Linked DNA regions of Mus musculus: region 2 is linked to region 1. The links are chromatin contacts, called in public HiChIP or PLAC-seq maps. All regions are on one chromosome and are shown on one strand. The core of a region is the stretch at or near the end of the contact, and the rest is flanking DNA. Distances in the headings are between cores, read along the strand shown.

Region 1 (4,501 bases), core at 1,024-3,523:
GGGTGGGCTGCTGGGACCATGTGAGAGGGTAACGTCATTCCACAGGCTTCTTGGCGATAGGTGGAAGAAACCCAGGGTCTTGTAGTTTGGAATTTTTGCCAAATGGCTCCTCTTTCCCTCTAAGAGTTCAGTGTGTGGGACTGGTCTCCTTTTCCCCACTTTCCAGCTACAACAATGTCAGCTTCCTCCGAATACTTAATGCTTTGGCATGAGGAGCTTCTGAGGTGGCCCCATTACTCCTTCCTTGACGTCATTGAGGGAGTTGTTCCCTGTGGCTGTCTTCTGTGAAATAATTCAGCATTTGTACTTCAATTAAAATTCATAGGTATAAATTATTAAATGGAACTGACTCATTCCGTGGCTTCTCTTCAGCTGAGTACATGCCAAAGAAATGTTACTTATTGTGCGAATGATGAGAAGCCAGGAAAACGGAGAAGTCCTTGTCAGCTGAGAGGCAGGCTGTACAGAAAGGTACTTCACATCCCAGGTTGCACTGTCCTAGGTCAGTCCATGGTACGTTTAAGTCAAAGACAATCTCTATCTTTGAGGGGCAGCAAAAAGACACCATCCATGATTCCCTCATGATCTCTATGACTGTCATGGGGGTTGCTGCGCACTAGGTATGTCTCATGAAGGAACTGGAAGCAAGTTGAATTAGGGACTTGGGTCCGATGTATCTCATGGAACAGAAGGAGATGCATGCTGTCTCACAGCTATTAGGTGGAAAAGAAAAAGAGTTTGTGTGATTCTAGAAAAGCAAACCTTTCCTGTTAGCAAATTAGTTAGGCCTGGGCAGATGGTGTAGAGAGCAACAGTTCTCAGATGGTTTTGCTTTTCTCTGGTAAGATCTTGCTTCTTCCTCTGGCTCCATGCTCTTAAGTCAAGGAAGTGTCTACAGGCAGTCATTACAGTGTTCATGGCTCTCTTTGTCTTCCACTGTTAAATGGGCATTGTATCCCATGCTTAGAACATATGTGCATTCTCCAGGAAAGACCATATTTAGTGTTATATCTGTTCGATACAGTATTATGATGATGAAAACCAGCCTTTGAAATATAGAACTTTGAAAAAGGAAAGGACAAATGGTCCTTAAGTGATAAAAAAGTAAGACTTTGTTATTTACTCTGCTGTGAGCTTAGGGTCCATGTGTGTAAACAAGGGAAAAGGTGGCCCTGGTGGAAGGATCTAGACCTGCAGAGGCATGGATGAGAGAGGCAAGTTCCATCTTTGGCCAAAGAGGTAAACGTACAAATTCTCTAGGTAGAGGGAGCCCTGCATCTAGATTTCAGCCTCACAGGCAAGGCATTCTTGCATCCCCTATTCCAACAGCGGTGGCTTCAGTCCTACTCCTGTCTGCTCTAACTCAGTCATCACAGCATCATGTCGGAGCCTCAGTTTTTGCCCAAAGTGAAAGAGGCAACTGGATTGTAATCTCTTTGGCTTTCTTCAGCCCTTATAACTACAAATATTCGAATGGGATTTTCCACTTATTTGCAAACAGGACTATTTAACATATAGACTCTAATTTCTGAGTTTGGCTTTCCTAAGTCATTCGATGGCACTCCCTAAATATTTGAATGAAATTATGCATGGTTTGATGTGGAGCAGATTAAAAAAATGAATGCTTTAGTAGATCTTCGATGTTCCAGGTGTAAAGCAACATGGCCAACCAGCAGAACGGGAACAACCACTCCCTGCTGTCAGCGTGACACACGATGGGATCGCACACAACAGTGGCGGCATCTACTGAGGCGCTTACCCACTTTCTATGGGCTGGATGGCACATTCTGTGCTGAAGCTGCTGCCTCTCCCAGGGCACGAGCGCACCCAGGAAACAAGAACTGTGCAGAGCCAAGGTCTGATTTCTTTGTTGATGTCTTGTAACCAGAAAACAGAAATTAGATCCTTGCCCAGATCTGTCTATCATGGAGTTTTTGTGCCAGCAAGTGCTTTGCAGTGAAGAGCAAACAAATTAACTGCTTCACATATCACGAACTGTCAACCCTAAAGTCGGGGTAAAAGTTTCATAGCCCTGTAGTAGCCCTGTGGTGACGTCACTTGCCACTCTCAGATGTTAGCAGAAAAAAACTTGCTTGTATTTTTTAATATTTCTAATATTAGTCTTGCTATTGGTTTATGTTCAGTTTGAATCTTGAGGAAGGCATAGGGTTTTGGAAACAATTATAATGAATGACACCATTTTCAGAAGAGGAACTGGAGTCCAGAAAGAGGAAGCGAGTTAGTTGCTTTAGGTCACCCGGGAATTGAGAGCTTTGCCCAGTCTTCCACGGCAGAGATACATCCTGAATTCTGGTTTGGCAGTGGTAGGCCAACAGCACACAGCACTGAAGTTGAATTTCTCAGTTCCACCGAGCAAAGTCTTCTTAGCCCTAACCAGATCACAAGTGGCAGAAAGTGAACCTCCCCCTTTACTGGAGCACATTGCAACAGTGGGTGTGGTCTGAGAGCAGAGCCTTTGCAGTGAACCCCGAAGTCTTTGAGTTCTCTGAATTAACACTCCAGCTCGCTAGCCAGTCTTGTTCCCTCCAAAGCAAGTTACCCACTTTCTTGCAGACCACTGTCTGCTGGCAGAGTTGTCATGGTCCATGTGTTCCTGGGTTGTCCCAGATAGTTACAAAAACATCATTGGAAGATAAAATAGGTGTGCATCGGAAGACAAGTTCTGTAACAAGGATCCCTTTATTAAACACTTCAGACACAGCATGCCTGTGTGAGCTGACAGCAGCAGGAAGAGGAGGCTGCCCAACAGAAGCCATTGAGGTGCAGCCTGTGAGAAACAGCTCTGAATTTATACCAGCAGGAGCCCCTCTCCAGCAGCAATAGTGCCTAGGGCAGGGCAATTTAAGGTATTCATTCTTCCATCACCACTGGGGGTGAACCTACACTGCTGGAACCCCTGTTTAGGTGTCCCCTCTTACAGAGCACTGTGGAGGGGAATCAGAACTTCATTTGAAAACACCAGTCCTAACATTCTACCCAAGGGGACCCCGTGCCATAGTCCTTAATCCAGTGGTGGCTTCCTCAAGCCTGAAAGATGCTGTTCTCTGTGATTCTTGGGACTTGGCAGACTGTGTCCTGGGAGCTCCTGTAGACACAAGGCAAACTTGCTGTGAAGAGTCTGAACTCTCAGCCAATGGAACCATGAAAGGTGATGGGGGAAAGGCAGCAAACCATAGAAGCCTGAGACCAATTCACATCCTATCTTTAGACCTCGGGGCACACTCTAGCTGTGGGGTGCTGAGTGCAGGCTGATCATGTTGATATTCTGAATATGCTGCAAAGTAACTGTGTGTGTGTGTGTGTGTGTGTGTGTGTGTGTGTGTGTGTGTGTGTGTGTGCCATGTAGTGTTTGTGTATCTGGGTGGTATGTGTTTCTGTATGTTTATGTTTGTCTTATGTATGTGTGGCGTATTTGGGAGTTTGTGCCATGTGTACATGGCCTGTGTGCACTTCTGTAGTGTAAATTCTGTTGCATGTTTACTGGTGTGACATGAAGAGTGTGGGTGTTGTGACTCAGTGCGGTGTGTGCTTGAGGGTGTGAATGGGCTCTGAATGATGAACTGAAGCAAAACAATGAAGACCAGAAGAAAGCAAATGAAGCGAAGTTGGGAACAGGGGGAGAAATCTAACGACTCTTAGTATCCTGTTAATTTATACTACGGCTCTGTACAAAAATAAAAAGGTTCTCATAAGATCATCTATTTAAATAAATATTCAATAGAGCACTCTCTTTTCTATAGCTCATCTTTGGGGTTAATATTCAGTCCATGCTTCCCGCGCTGTTCTTGATCCAAGATGGCAATCACTTCATCTGCCTGTATCCGCTCCTGCAAAAAGACAATTGACACATTTCTGGTACAAGTGTAATAACCAGCCCGGGCAGCAGATGCTTCCCCAACATTTCCAGCCAGCCATCTGTGCACAGATTGGTGCAACACCCAGACAGGGATAAGCCTACTTCAGCCAAACCGGTACGCTCTTCACACATCCCCACATTCTATGCAATTACTTTCCGAGATGGCTCTTACAGAAGATGTTTCATCTATTCATTGGCTTCCTACCCTTTCTGTCTCCCAGGCATCATCATCTCTTACTTAGCTCAGTGTCTCTCAGAAAAGAATACTCACCTTTTGCCAGAAAAGCCTGGTCCTGATCTCCCACACTTGATAAGGTTTTTGGCCCTGTCTTTCTGTGTCCTGTGTCTGTCCCTGTCTTTTTAATGGAGAATGAAGGACAGAGTTTCTCAGACATGGTACTACTGACATTTGAGGGAACAAAGACAGAGACAGAGAGAGAGAGAAAGAGAGAGACAGAGACAGAGACAGAGAAACTTTCCTGTATACTGCTAATGTTAACATCCCTGGTCTAGAAGATGTCTCCACATTGTGGGAACTAAAACTGTGTCTGGACATTGTGAAAGGTCCTCTAAATAGCTAAGCGCTACATCTTAAGAGTAACTCATTCAGATTCTTCTCACTGG
Region 2 (4,362 bases), core at 984-3,483, 390 kb after region 1:
CTAGCTGAATAGAGACAAACTTTACACACTCTCTCTTAAATGTGTATATCCTAGTGTTTAACTGGTATATCTATGTGTTTAACTTGGATGTTCATTGGAAGCCACTGAGGTGGACCTTAATGGAGAACACATAGAAGAATACAGATGATAAGAAAGTAGACAGGAGAGTATTGGGCATGGAAATAGTTAGGCAAGGATGCAGATCAGAGCAAATCAAAGCAAAGGGTTATAAATAGCTCCATGGAAACTGACTTTGTAAACCAATTTTACTCTAAAAGAAACTAAATCTCAGATGTGAATAGTAGTTCCCTGGGTTACCAATTTCTCCTTGTTCATTTTCTTCTAAACGTGTCCTCTTGATGTTGGAGGAATAAAGTTTGTACTTGCTGCTGGCTATCTTTCACAATAATGAAAGATGCTATGTAAGCTGTTGTAAGAGCGATGGTCATCAATAATCTTACACATCCAAGTTACAACTTAAGATTGCTATTGAAACCCACTTAAGATATGGGTTACAATAGCAACACAGATGTTACTGTGAAAAATTCATGGCTTTCTGATCAGATATTAGGTCCTCTTAACATTTGCCTGGCACTGTAAATCTGGTCAGGAACACATGGTTGGAGAGCTGACAATGCCCAGAGTGAACCTACCACTATTATTCTCCTAAATGGACATAGTGTCAATATGCCCTCTAAATTTGTATCCCTCATAGATTAGCACAGCTCTGAGATCCCATTGGAAAAGGTTCCTTCTGGATTAGATAAGAGTTGATGGAGAAATTCCCAACTGATCAATGTGCATAGAATAAGTATCAGCAGAGTAATCAGCCAGAAGTGGAATGTTAATATCATGCCATCGCCCTCGAGGTTCAGGGAATGTCACAGAAGAGACAGCAGAAAGATCAGAAAGAGGTAAGGGAGGGCTGGAGCCAAATGGTGCTTTCTGGTCATGGCAGGGCCACCGATTGTTTTCATGGACTTACAGCATTCATGGTTGCATGCTAGATAGCTTTATGTCAACTTGACTCAAGCTAGAGTCATCTGAGAGAAGGGAGCCTCAGTTGAGAAAATGCCTCCATAATATCAGGCAACAGGCAAGACTCAAGGGTATTTTCTTATTTAGTGATCAATGGGGGTGTGTCCAGCCCATAGTGGGTAGTGTCATCCCTGGGCTAGTGGTTTTGAATTCTATGAGAAAACAGAATGAACAAGGAATAAAGAGTAAGCCAGTAAGCATCACTCCTCCATGGTCTCTGCACCAGTTCCTGACTGCAGCAGATTTCTGTTTTAGTAGAGTTCCAATCCTGGCTTCCTTCAGTGATGTTGTACAAGTGTATCCTTTTCTGTATGACTTCCTTTTGGTTATGGTGTTTCAGCACAGCAATAGAAAGAAGATCTAGGACAAGTTGTTTGTATGAGAGTTACAGAAGATCAAGCCTATAAACATGGAATGGGAGGGGATCATGGGCCCCAACTCCTAACAGAGGGACTCTGGGCAGTTGATGGTTTGTTTTGAAGAAAAATGAGTCAATTTTCTTTAAAGATGTGGCTCCTGGTCCAACATGGTCAGGGCCAACACCCCAGGAGTATATAGCAGAAAACAATTGAATGCAATTAAATGAGGGGAAAAGTAGTTGTTGTTTAAAAGAATTTAGAAGGACACAAAGTAGGGATGGTTGGTATAGATCTGGAAAGAGTTATGGGGAATGAATGGGACCAAAATACATTGTATGAAATTCTCAAAGAATTAATAAAAACGTTAAAAATTTAAAAATCATGCCTTTAATTTTTTAAGAACTAGACAAATAAAAGGATTTACTTGGGTGTATGCTGACATTGAACATGCTGTAATAAAGGAAGTAGATTTAAAGAACTGGATCCTTGACAAGCACATGTGAATCCCCTTAAGGAATCTCTGCTATGTATGGAATATTAAGGGAAACAAACAAAGAGCTTCTGGTGCTAGAATCACATCTTACAAAGCTTGCAGATGCAGAGATTGATATAAGAAAGGAAATTCCAGACAGAATAAGCTGCTGAGCACACTCCAAAACAAGGAATGCCACAGGCCAGCTGAGAGAGGGAGGGAGGGAGGGAGGGAGGGAGGGAGAGAGAGAGAGAGAGAGAGAGAGAGAGAGAGAGAGAGAGAGAGAGAGAGAGAGAGAGAGATAGAGATATTTGGTCACTGACAAAAAATAACTGAAGACTCTCAACTCATTCCCTGACTCTCCCTCCACACTCTTGTTAATATTTAACAGCAATTCTGTAACTAGGGACAGTAATCCCAAAAAAGTGTTTGATTGAAAGTCAGGCTTGTTTTTATACCTGGAGATAACTACATTTAAATACTTTCTAGGCCCGATGGTTAAAACATTGAGTGAATAACTTGCACAGGGTTTTTTTTATTTGTTTATTTTTTAAAGAAAAGGTCTCATAAAATCCAGATTTGGTTGAATTTGCCATGTAGCTGAGGGTGACCTTGGTCTTGCTAATCCCACCCCACAAGTGTACTACCTGGCTACATTGGCAGACTCCTTGTTTCAGTTATCTCTGAAGACCAGTACTTACAGAACTGAAGGGAAGCTTCAGAAAGGTTTTGCTAGACCACTTCTGCAATCTTGTGTGTCTAGTGTCTGCTTCCTCTTTCAATAGCAGCACCCTGTGGTTTGTCTGAGATACCCTACCTACTTCACTTTTGTGAGTGTGGTTGGGATTGTACCTCTACCACCCACCCTCAGCTCTGAGCCAAGAGCATTAGTCTATCTCTTATTCCTAGCAGAACTACAGAAATCTTTACCATGTGCCAGGTAGGGGAACAGTGTCCTCGTGAATCATCACACAGTTTTACCCCTTTACTTCATTGCAATTAGAGTCATCTGACTTTTGTTCTTCTTTCTGAAGGACATTTACCCCATCAGCAGATGCTGTTGACTCTGTCTTCAGAATCTTTCGAATCTGACCATTTCTCTTTGGCAGCTCTGTGGAATCATGACATGCCTCACCTGGGCCATTAGAACAATTCTCAGGGGACCTTACCCTTTCAGTCTTAGCTCCCACAGCCTTTTGTCTATGTGACAACAATGGCAACCTTTGTAGATTTAGCTTAGGTGATCCTTTCAATACCCTGCTGATACCTAGTCTCTGTATTTCCAACTGAGTTAAAATAAGATCTGTTGGTATTTCCCTCCCTATTCTTGGGTTGTACATCTCTTCCTGTCTCCTATGACAGCTGCTATCCACCCTGAGAAGCAAGCAAGTCTCCTAAATTTGCCTTGTTCCTCCCAAGAGAATCCCAAACTTTGTGTATCAGCAAAGGCTGATCATACAAAATATGCCTTTGGTACACTCTACTCCATCCCCCTGCTTTCTTTATCTGTGTAATATGATAAGCATAAAAAAAGAGTATTTTTTAGTCACATGCAAGAGTATGTGATTGTCCCAAGGCCTGATTGTCCCATGAGAATGAAGATTTTATAAACAAGGGACTTCAATTTTTTAATTTTAGTTCTTATTGTAACATGTCTAGACAAATTTTGTCACTTAGTAGATATAAAATAATGATTAGTAATAAGTTAATGAGTATTGATTATGTTAGTATAAACATATAACCAGGTTGAACTAATGAAATCACATTCTAGATCTCTTATTAAGATAGCTATTAAGAAAGTAATCGTTCTTTGCTTAGAAGTTACTGGATTAAAAGAGAAAGGCAGGGGCTGAAGAGTGGCTGAGCAGTTAAGAGCATGGTTCTTTTTCTGAAGGACCAGGGTTCAATTCCTAGCACCTATATGGCAGCTCACAGCTATCTGTACTTCCAGTTCCAGGGGATCTGATGCCATCCCAGAGACATGCATGTAAGAAGAACACAAATGAGCAAAAAATAAAATAAATAAGTCATCAAAGAGGGAGAGGGAAGGGGAGGGGGGAGGGAGGAGGGGGAGGGGAGAGGGAGGAGGGGGGAGGAGGGAGAGGGGGAGAGGGAGAGGGAGGGAGGGAGAAGGGGAGAGGGAGAGAGGGAGAGAGGGAGAGATGGAAGAGAGAAAGAGGGAGAGGGAGAGGGAGAGGGAGAGGGAGAGGGAGAGGGAGAGGGAGAGGGAAAGGCCTACTCAAAACAAAACAAAACAAAGCAAAAATAGGAACAGACTCAAATGAGGTCATCTCTGAAGGTAAGGAAGAACCTGGATTCTTTAAATCATCTTCTAATACATAATACACAGAAAGCCTGGGAGACCCCATACAGGCATGATGGAGCTTCAGTTATAAGATCTAAGGTCACTCTCATACAGACTTTTGCTGCATACACTTGGTGCTTTTCTCCTAAGGAGTACTGAAGAGTCTGAGGATGAGAGCAAATGATGCA

What was found. HiChIP or PLAC-seq counts read pairs in DNA pulled down with a chosen protein or histone mark.
Region 2: an H3K27ac HiChIP or PLAC-seq map of microglia shows a contact between it and region 1, with 4 times the contacts expected there. The contact joins two enhancer-like sites. A contact is called at or near these places in 1 of 39 promoter capture datasets (second pharyngeal arch cranial neural crest), 2 of 484 Hi-C or Micro-C datasets (cerebellum and erythroblasts) and 2 of 115 datasets of contacts at active chromatin or transcription factors (bone marrow-derived dendritic cells and microglia).

What each region holds. Positions count from the first base shown.
Region 1 is chr16:25,956,603-25,961,103 of GRCm38.p6, forward strand. P3h2 (prolyl 3-hydroxylase 2) reads right to left here. Exons shown (of 15, transcript NM_173379.3): 15 at 2,682-3,848. The coding sequence ends at 3,756. Among named protein-coding and RNA genes, the nearest start is that of P3h2, 150 kb to the right of the region's middle. Within about 2 kb of position 2,274, at least 67 of the 459 cell types and tissues checked have an H3K27ac peak or open chromatin away from gene starts, as enhancers often do. A contact at or near this core is called in microglia, where this site is marked.
Region 2 is chr16:26,346,373-26,350,734 of GRCm38.p6, forward strand. No RefSeq gene overlaps it. Among named protein-coding and RNA genes, the nearest start is that of Cldn1, 23 kb to the right of the region's middle. Within about 2 kb of position 2,234, at least 31 of the 459 cell types and tissues checked have an H3K27ac peak or open chromatin away from gene starts, as enhancers often do. A contact at or near this core is called in microglia, where this site is marked.